Regions from separate parts of the Rattus norvegicus genome. Here all the other regions are linked to region 1. Evidence: chromatin contacts called from public Hi-C data. All regions are on one chromosome and are shown on one strand. Each heading gives the region's core, a stretch centred on a gene start, on an enhancer-like site or on the middle of the called end of the contact. The rest is flanking DNA. Distances are from core to core; before and after follow the strand shown.

Region 1 (2,700 bases), core at 159-2,658:
TCCCTCCCCTCCTCGCCTGCTCCCGCCCCGGCCAAGGGTCACACTTGAACTTTAGGTTGCCCAGAGCCTAAAAACCTTAGCCACCCACTTGCGCGCGCGTCAGAAACCGTACCCAGCAAGTGGGAACGCTCGATTCAGGCCACTTTGGATAAAAAAACCAAATTTGCCCCGGCCTCGGGGAACCTTCGGCAACTGCTGGCCCGCACAGCGCTCAGCACGCTGCGCGTTTAGCTAACCCATCAGCTGCGGGAGCCCCGCGTGTGCGTGGGGAATGTTTCCAGTGCTCCCGTCACCTCTGCTGTCGGGTCCGAGGGAACCTCGTCGGCCAAGGGTCGGGAGAGTGGGTGCGCATGTGGGCGGAGGAGTCGCCCCGACCCCTCGCAGGTCCGGAGTGTCAAGTGGCGAACCCTTCGAAGCCAGCCCCTCTACTCCAACAACTAGCCAACTTCCAAGCCTGCTCTGGCATTTCACTTAAGTTCTCAAACAAGCCCTCCCGGGGTCCCTCTAGAACTCCCTCGCCTGCACTTCGTCCAAATTTGGCTCCAGGTCTCGGGGAAGCCCCCGCCACACCTGCCATTTCTCGCCCGCTCTCTCCGTGCGCCCATCATTTCCGGGCCCGGAACACCCACACGGCCGACCCTCGGCGGGCCCCAACAAATCCACCCCCCCGGGCCGCCCCGAGGCCGTTCACCTTCCAGCCCGCCGAGCTGTTGCTGTCGCCCTTATCCTTGAAGTAGGGCACACTCTTCACCATCCACTCGTAGATCTGCGACAGGGTGAGCCTCTTCTCCGCCGAGCTCTCGATGGCCTTGGTGATGAGGTCGGCGTACGACAGGTTGCCCCACGCGTTGCGGCGCGACGAACTGGTCTTGCGCGGCTGCCCAGCGAGTGGCCCCGCGGCGGCTGGAGGCACCGGTGGGGGCTGCGACAGCGGCCCGGTCGGTGGGGGCTGCGGCGGCGCCGAGTGCACGCAGCCCGCCTCCGGGCCCTGGAAGTCCCCGCACAGGCCCCTACTGGCGGCAGCTGCGGCCGCCACGGCCACGCAACCCGGTGCCCGCGCGAAGTCCTCGCTCTCTTCTAGCAGGCTCAGGTTGCTCATAAAGTCGGTGCTGACAGCGGACGCCGAGGCCAGGCTCGCCGTGGCGTCGGGGTTGGCGGCCGTGCTGCCCGACGGCGCCGGGCTGGAGGTGGTCGAGTTGGACTGGTTAAACTCCGGCCTGGGCAGCGGCCAGGTGCAGGAGCGCTGCCGAGGCAGCGGCTCGAAGTCCGGGTCGGTCTCCACCACCTGAGGCGCTTCGGCCATGGTGCCCCCCGCCCCTCCCCCACCAGCAGAGAGTACCAGGAGACGCGGCCACCGGGGGCGCGGAGCCGGCGCTCGGAGTGTCGCTCCGAGATTGGGGGCCGCGGACGGCGGACGCACGCCGGAGCGAGGAGCGGCGCAGCGGACGGACGCGCCCAGAACTTAACTTCGCTGGGTCACCGGTGTCGGGGATCCTCCGAGTTCGTGCCTCGGACGGGGCAAGGACCAGGCCGCGGAGCCCGGCAGCTCGGGCACCACGCTCCTGATGACAGGGCCGCGGACGCAAGGGCAGACCGGCGGACGCCGCGGGCCGCTCTCTCTCCCCCGCGGCCGCGCGACAGCGGCGCTACTGCCTGTTGAATGTGGCGGCGGCGGGGACTGCAGCGACTCCGCAGCCTCCCGTCTTACGGGATCTGCAGCGGCTCCCCGCCCGCGGCGGCGCGCGCGCCGCCCCGCCCTTGACTGACAGGCTGCGCGACCAATGGACGCGCCAAGTCTCTGCCTAGACAACCAATGAACGCGGGCCTGGGAGGGAGCTCCTTTCCCTCGGGAGGCGGCAGTAGGTTGGTGGGGGGCAGCGGGGTGTTTTTCTTTCTCACACACTTTTTTTTTCTAATCTCCGTTATTATTTTCTGTAATTCTCAAGTGTTTCTGAGTCTCTGGCGCCTCAGTGTTCGGATTGCTAGGAGGCAAACCGGCGTGGAGGCGGCGACCATACTTTTGTTTACTACGGAGTGCAATCGAGTACTCCAGGCAGTGCCCAGACCCCGACTCCCGGGATGGCGCGGAGCCGCTGCGCGCTCCCGGACGCGACGTGGGCGGTGGGGCGCCTCGTGGATTCCACTCAGCCCGCTCCGCCCACGCGTCTTCGCGGAGCTCTCGGGAAGTCGGTGGGGTTTGTTTTGGAGAAATGTTTTCTTAAGCTGGCATCTGCCCGGGCCGCCCCAGGCACGAAGATCCTACGGTGAAGATCCGTCGCTCTGCGGCTCCGGATTCCCCTTCCCACCCTACCTGTGCACACCTGCAAGCCGAGCCTCCGCGGTTCTCCAGCCCCAGCCCCAGCCCCCAGCCTCCAGTCATCCTGAACCCAAAAGAGGTGCGGCGCGGGGAGAAGACTGTTGCACAAGCACCTAGATCCAGTAGCGCCTCAGATCTGAAGTCTTCTATGGAACCTCTTTCCTGTTACGAGAATCTCACTTTTTCCTGAGGACCAGAGTGGTGGCTAAAGGGTCAGAGGAGAGTGTTTAGAGACAATCTTGTCACTTTATTGCCCCTAATTAAATTTAACTGGTTGCTTACTTCTTTTTTATTGAGAATGGAAGCGATGAGGTGTTGAAGTCGCAAAAGGAGATAAGCCACAATTGTTGGGGCACAGCTCGTCTCTCCAGTTCTTTAAGTTC
Region 2 (2,700 bases), core at 83-2,582, 130 kb before region 1:
TTTTTTTTTTTTTGCCAGAGGCAAGGAATGGGCTGGCTCTCTGTCACTGTTAACATGGGGCTGGCTGTCACTGCACTCCTATAAGGCTGACTGTCGTTGTAATGCTATACCAGCCCAAATGCTGTGTTTCTAGAAGCAGAAATGGTATTTGGCATTTTTATTGGCAACCCTAGGGGCTGGAGAAATGACTCAGCGGTTAAGAGCACTGACTGTTCTTCCAGAGGTCCTGAGTTCATTTCTCAGCAACCACATGGTAGCTCACAACCATCTGAAATGGAATCGGACGCCCCCTTCTGGTGTGTCTGAAGACAGCTACAGTGTACACATAGACATAAAATAAATAATTATATCTTGATTGGCAGCCCTAGTCGGGCCATTACTTGTGATGTCTGGATTGGTACCAATCATGTTCACATAAGCCCATCTATTTGCCTGCCTGTCTGTCTGTCTGTCTGTCTGTCTGTCTGTCTGTTTGTCTATGAAGACAGGATTCTCACTATGTAACTCTGTTTTCTGGAACTCACTGTAACCTGGGCCGGCCTCCGAACTCACAGAGACCCCTGCCTCTGCCTCTGGGAGTGCTGGGATTAAAGGTGCCTGGCTTTTTTCAAAGGACCTCATTTTAAAGCTTTGAGAATGACTGTCTCTGAAGATTCAGAAATGAAACTTTAGAAAAACGTTTTGAGGCCAGTAAATTCCAAGGCCATCTTCACTTCTGTCTGATCCGGAGTACTCATTTCTATGTCCCGATGTATTTATTATGATTTTAACAGGATAACTAAAACAAAACAGAAATAGAAAAAGTTTCAGTGCCCTGCCTACAGCTTATAAAAGTAACTGTTGGGCAATGCGTCCCAGTCCTTAAACACTTTTCCTGAGGAGCTGGGAAAGCTTCTAACACATCCCTTCCCCATTCTGGTGTTCAAGCCACCTGGCCCCTGTTCCTGACGCCCACCCAAGTGGTCCTGCCTCAAGGGTCATCCAGCCGAGCTCCCACTGTGCCTCTGTGAGCCGCTTCCAGGGATGCCCCCACTGAGGCGTGTGAACAAATGCCCTGTACAGACTCCCAGGCACAGGCAAAGCAAAGCAAGACGGCTTTGAGGCATCTGCCAAGGAGGGCGAAGGCCGGCTTTGAAAGCACTTCTCCAGTTTGCCAACTCGTGGGACTTGGCAAGCCTAGACAACGGCGCTAAGGCAGAGAAAGCCTCGGGATCGGCCTCCCAGGAGGGTGCCCCCAACCCCCTTCTCTTTTCACCAGACCCAGAAGATGTAGGCCTGGTGAGGGAGCCTGTGGGCTCAGGCCTGGTGAATGGAGGCTACCTCTTAGCGCCCCCACCCCCACGCCATGACGGCGGCAGCCCTCAGTGGGGAAGCACGCCTCTCTCCTGCTAGCTAATGGCTGAGAAAAGGGCAGCGGTTTTCCGTGTTTGTGGGGCATGCAGGAGTGGCCAGGCAAGGACTGAGATCAGACAGAGGTGAATAAGTATGAAAAGGAAGCAGTAAAAATCCGCCAGCCACAGGAGACGCCCTCTCTGCTCTGGGCGACAGTCAGGCCCGTGATTCAGCGCGAATAAAGAGCCCGAAGGGGGAGTCTGGTTGGGAATTGAGTGCGCCAAACTTTGTCATAATTCAGATTCTTCCTCTGTAAAAGAGGCATGAAAGACTAGGACCCATGGGAGCTGCTCCGTAGAGTCTCCTTGTTTAATCAATTCACAAACTGCAAATCCAAGTCCTAAATGCCTAATCCACTGGTCACCAGTAATGGGTGAATAAGGACAGGCTGTTTGTTTTTCCTGCCTTGCTCTAAAAGGCCCCAGACTCACAGCAGGCAAGACGTTCTTCCTGCGGTTGCCAGAAAGAGTGCAGAGGGCAGTGTTATTCAAGGTCATTTGCAAGAGGCAAGGACCTACCTGCCACAAAGGGTCCTTGAGAAAATGCAAATGCCTCGGATTTAGGGCAGGACTCCCGCTAGGAAGAGCAACCCAGGGCACCTGGAAAATTTAAAAGTAAAAAAGAAAGCCTGTAGCCTGCTGAGGTAAGTGGGTGGCAGAACAGTAAGCCCTGGGTTCCAGTCCCATCATTGTTAAAAAATATATATATATGAAAGTAAGCACCAGGTCACTCTAGAGGCCAGAGTGAGAATCCAAAGTGTTTCTGGCGGTTGCAGAAAGACACACCCTCCGGGCGGAGGAATTACCACATACCCTTGGGGCAGTTATGAGAAGGAACTATCCCGGTAAGGATGGCTGTCCTACCTCCAAAGAGGGCCTGGGGGCAGAGGTCAGCTCTCTGTGGACCTTCTCTGAGCACCCTCACTTCTCCTCAGTGACTATGTGTGCGAATGCTGGTTTGTTCAATAGTTAAGTATCAAAATCTGACTGGAGGCCATGCACGGGCGCAGGAGGACAGGAAAGCATCCTCAGAAGGTAGCAACGTTGCCTGATTTAGCTAGATTTTTTTTTCCCCTCTGTGGCTTTGAAGTGGCAGTTTCTAAGGAAACCCTCAACACCCTCTGAAGGGGTGGGGGTGTGGTAAATCAAGGACTGCAGGCTATCTCTCAGAGGACACTGAAGCTACAAGGCTTCACTATCAGCTCATGTCTAAGACAAGTTAGAGCCAATCTGTTGACCCTAGTGACAGAGAGCAGCACTCCTGCCCTCTGTGAACTGGCAGTGAGCAGAGTGGCCAGACCAACGATAA
Region 3 (2,700 bases), core at 167-2,666, 180 kb before region 1:
CATCCCTACCACAATCCTCTGTGCACGGTAACAATGAAAGTCCCAAAAGCCCTCCTGTCTCTCGTGTGTTTCCAAATAAGCAAGAAAATGAGTGGAATACTCAGGCCGCAAACCAGAGTCTCGTGCTGCTGACTGTCCAAGACAGGAATGACAGGATCTGGGTGAAAGGGAGACTGTGAGGTAAAGGCATGCTAGCCAGAGAAAAGAGCTCACAAAGGTTCTGCTAATGTGCCTCTGTACAATATAATATAGAAGACTGTAAACAAAGGGTGTCATAGCACCAAGCATGACTGAACAAGTTTCTAATCCTAACACTAAAGAGGAGGGTCATAAATTCGAGGTCAGACTAGCCTGGGTTTCATAACAGGATCCTATCTCACAAACAACAACAAAACTTTATTTTAGGAATAGCAGCATCGTTGGAAAGCACCTGAACACATGGGAAATCGTGTGAGGAACAGGAAAGGCATTTTCCTCAGTATTAAGTTGATTGAAGTTGCAGCTGATGCTAGCCACTGGCCATTCATCCTTCCTAGTCCCTGGGGCATGCCAGAACTCACAGGTCCCAGAGGCCACACAGGGCAAGGCAGAGGGGGAAGCATGCCAAGGCTTAGCAAAGGGTTGGCAAGCAGCTTGAGTGGGAACTGGGGCTTCCCTTTTCAGTTTCCTGGGCCCTGGGCCTGGTGAGGTGACCATTTCAAGGAGGGTCTGGGCTACTTAAAGGTACATCAGCGTGTGTACTCCGTTACAGAGAATGGCTTTGGCACAAAGCAGATGCTAGTTCAAGTTTAGCATTGGTTTTCTTTCCTGGTGCGTATTTCCACTGGTGGGGTGGGGCGAGATATGGTCATACACACATGCAAATACTTTTGGAAATAATAAACTATAGCACACTATAGTTGAAATTCAGTTGAATTGTGGGTAATGGGGAATAGTGTCAGCGAGGTGTTTTTGTCAGACTGTTACAAATATGCAAACACGCAGGAGTCTTTCGGGTTTTGCCTTTGTTTGAAGTCCTCCTATAAAGAAAACCATCATGCAGCATGAAGAATATTTAAGTAAAATCACTGATGCTAATAAGTCGAGTTTACAAATATATATTTTGGCAGGGCCCCCAAATCAATCTCAAAGAAAGCCCTACAAAAGCATGGCCCCAGGCACATCTCTAGGACCGAATGTGACCAGTGATGCCTCAGCTCTTGCTCGCCGCTGGCCACCCACGGATTTCTAGTGCACCGGCTTCAGGCAGTGCGTCTAGACTTTAGTCCGGCCAAGGAATTACAGACAAGAGTTTTATCTCAGTTGTCATCACCCCTGAGCAAATGGTCAGTCTGAGATGTCCTGAACGGGGCAAGGCAAGGCGTGTCAACGAGACCTGCCAGGTGTCTCGTCGCTCAGCTCGGCTCAGCACGGATCTGCCCTGGGGACTTGCCAGTGGACTGTCTTACACTGTGGTGAGAACATCACCCTCAGCAAAGCCCTGGATCAGAGACATTTTGTTAGAAATGAGGCAGTCCATGACCCCAGCTGCTGTCGTCAAGGATGAGTCAGAGGAAAGGGTAAAGGTGGGGTCAGTAGGAAGAGCAGAAAATGACACATGGCTTCATGGATTCCCTAGCCCGGGGCACACCTTTCCCTGCAACACAAACCAAGGTTAGAAACCCTCTCCTGTCAACCGAACAGCTCACCACACAAACATCCTACCCAGGGCAAGTTGCTCTCAGTTGGACCTTTTTACCTGTGGCTTTGTGTCACCAGCAGAAGTAGAAACAGAAACAACCAACAGAGCTGCAGAGGAGGACAGTGAAGATTAGTCAGGGCAGGGGAGACTCTGACCTTAAAGAGTGAACTCTGAGACACCACAGATAAATTGCTCTCCTGCAAAGAGGCTGATATTAGACACAGATGACCTCGGACAGACGCCTTCTCTATCCTCTTACCTACAATGTGCACACCGAGCTGCAGACTCATTTCCTGCATCTACAGTCGTTTTCTGGATCATCAGTAAATACCCTAGTGAGGAGTCCGAGGCTTGACACAAGCCCCACATGCTAGACCCACCAGCAGTCACTTTATACTTAGTTTTATATATGCATACAAGGTTTAGTAAATAAACTTTAAAAACAAAATCATCCCAGGGCATATTCTATGTATTCTTGGCCAAGTCCTTTCTTACAGTTCCAGAAAATTATGGTTGAAAATATTCAACTCTGCCATAGATATTTTTTGAATACTCTACAGCTCCTCAGACACCCTACTGATCTTGTATTAAGAGCCTTAGCTGAGTGACCATTTTTCCGTCTCTCATGGCCTCTCATGAATCATAGTTTCCATCACAGAATTGATTGGCTTGAACATAACCCGTCGTATTTGTTACTTCTGACAAACCACCATAAAGTTTGACCCCAATCGGCACGTGGGTAATTCAAAGCCAGTTTCATGAAAGTGAGAAAAAGAATGTTCAAAATGTGGGCTGCTAGCTTCCCAGTTGAAATATTAGACCCAGCAAGAGGCCTAGTGCTATGGGTCAGAATGAGCATTTGGTCCCTCTGCCAGCTTCTTGGTACTCAGTCCAGGGAGGCCACAAGGCAGGATGAGCAGGGGGTATTTATGGCTGATTGATAAAGACCATCCAACTCCAGGATTCTTTTGAGAGTTTTTTGCAGGGTGAGGTGGAAGGTGTGTTAGGCAGGGTTTTTC

Evidence for each region. A called contact is a pair of places that touch in the nucleus more often than the background predicts.
Region 2: a contact with region 1 is called in a Hi-C map of prefrontal cortex, with 4 times the contacts expected there. The contact joins the enhancer-like site here to the promoter of Foxo1 in region 1. A contact is called at or near these places in 9 of 12 Hi-C or Micro-C datasets (Schwann cells, frontal cortex, hepatocytes and 5 more).
Region 3: a Hi-C map of mammary epithelial cells shows a contact between it and region 1, with 2.9 times the contacts expected there. The contact joins the enhancer-like site here to the promoter of Foxo1 in region 1. A contact is called at or near these places in 2 of 12 Hi-C or Micro-C datasets (mammary epithelial cells and psoas muscle).

Annotation. Positions count from the first base shown.
Region 1 is chr2:138,461,682-138,464,381 of GRCr8, reverse strand. It overlaps Foxo1 (forkhead box O1), which reads right to left and starts at 1,408. Exons shown (of 3, transcript NM_001191846.3): 1 at 692-1,408. The coding sequence starts at 1,303.
Region 2 is chr2:138,593,798-138,596,497 of GRCr8, reverse strand. No RefSeq gene overlaps it. Among named protein-coding and RNA genes, the nearest start is that of Foxo1, 130 kb to the right of the region's middle. Within about 2 kb of position 1,332, at least 60 of the 93 cell types and tissues checked have an H3K27ac peak or open chromatin away from gene starts, as enhancers often do. A contact at or near this core is called in Schwann cells, kidney, liver and 1 more, where this site is marked.
Region 3 is chr2:138,639,722-138,642,421 of GRCr8, reverse strand. No RefSeq gene overlaps it. Among named protein-coding and RNA genes, the nearest start is that of Foxo1, 180 kb to the right of the region's middle. Within about 2 kb of position 1,416, at least 6 of the 93 cell types and tissues checked have an H3K27ac peak or open chromatin away from gene starts, as enhancers often do.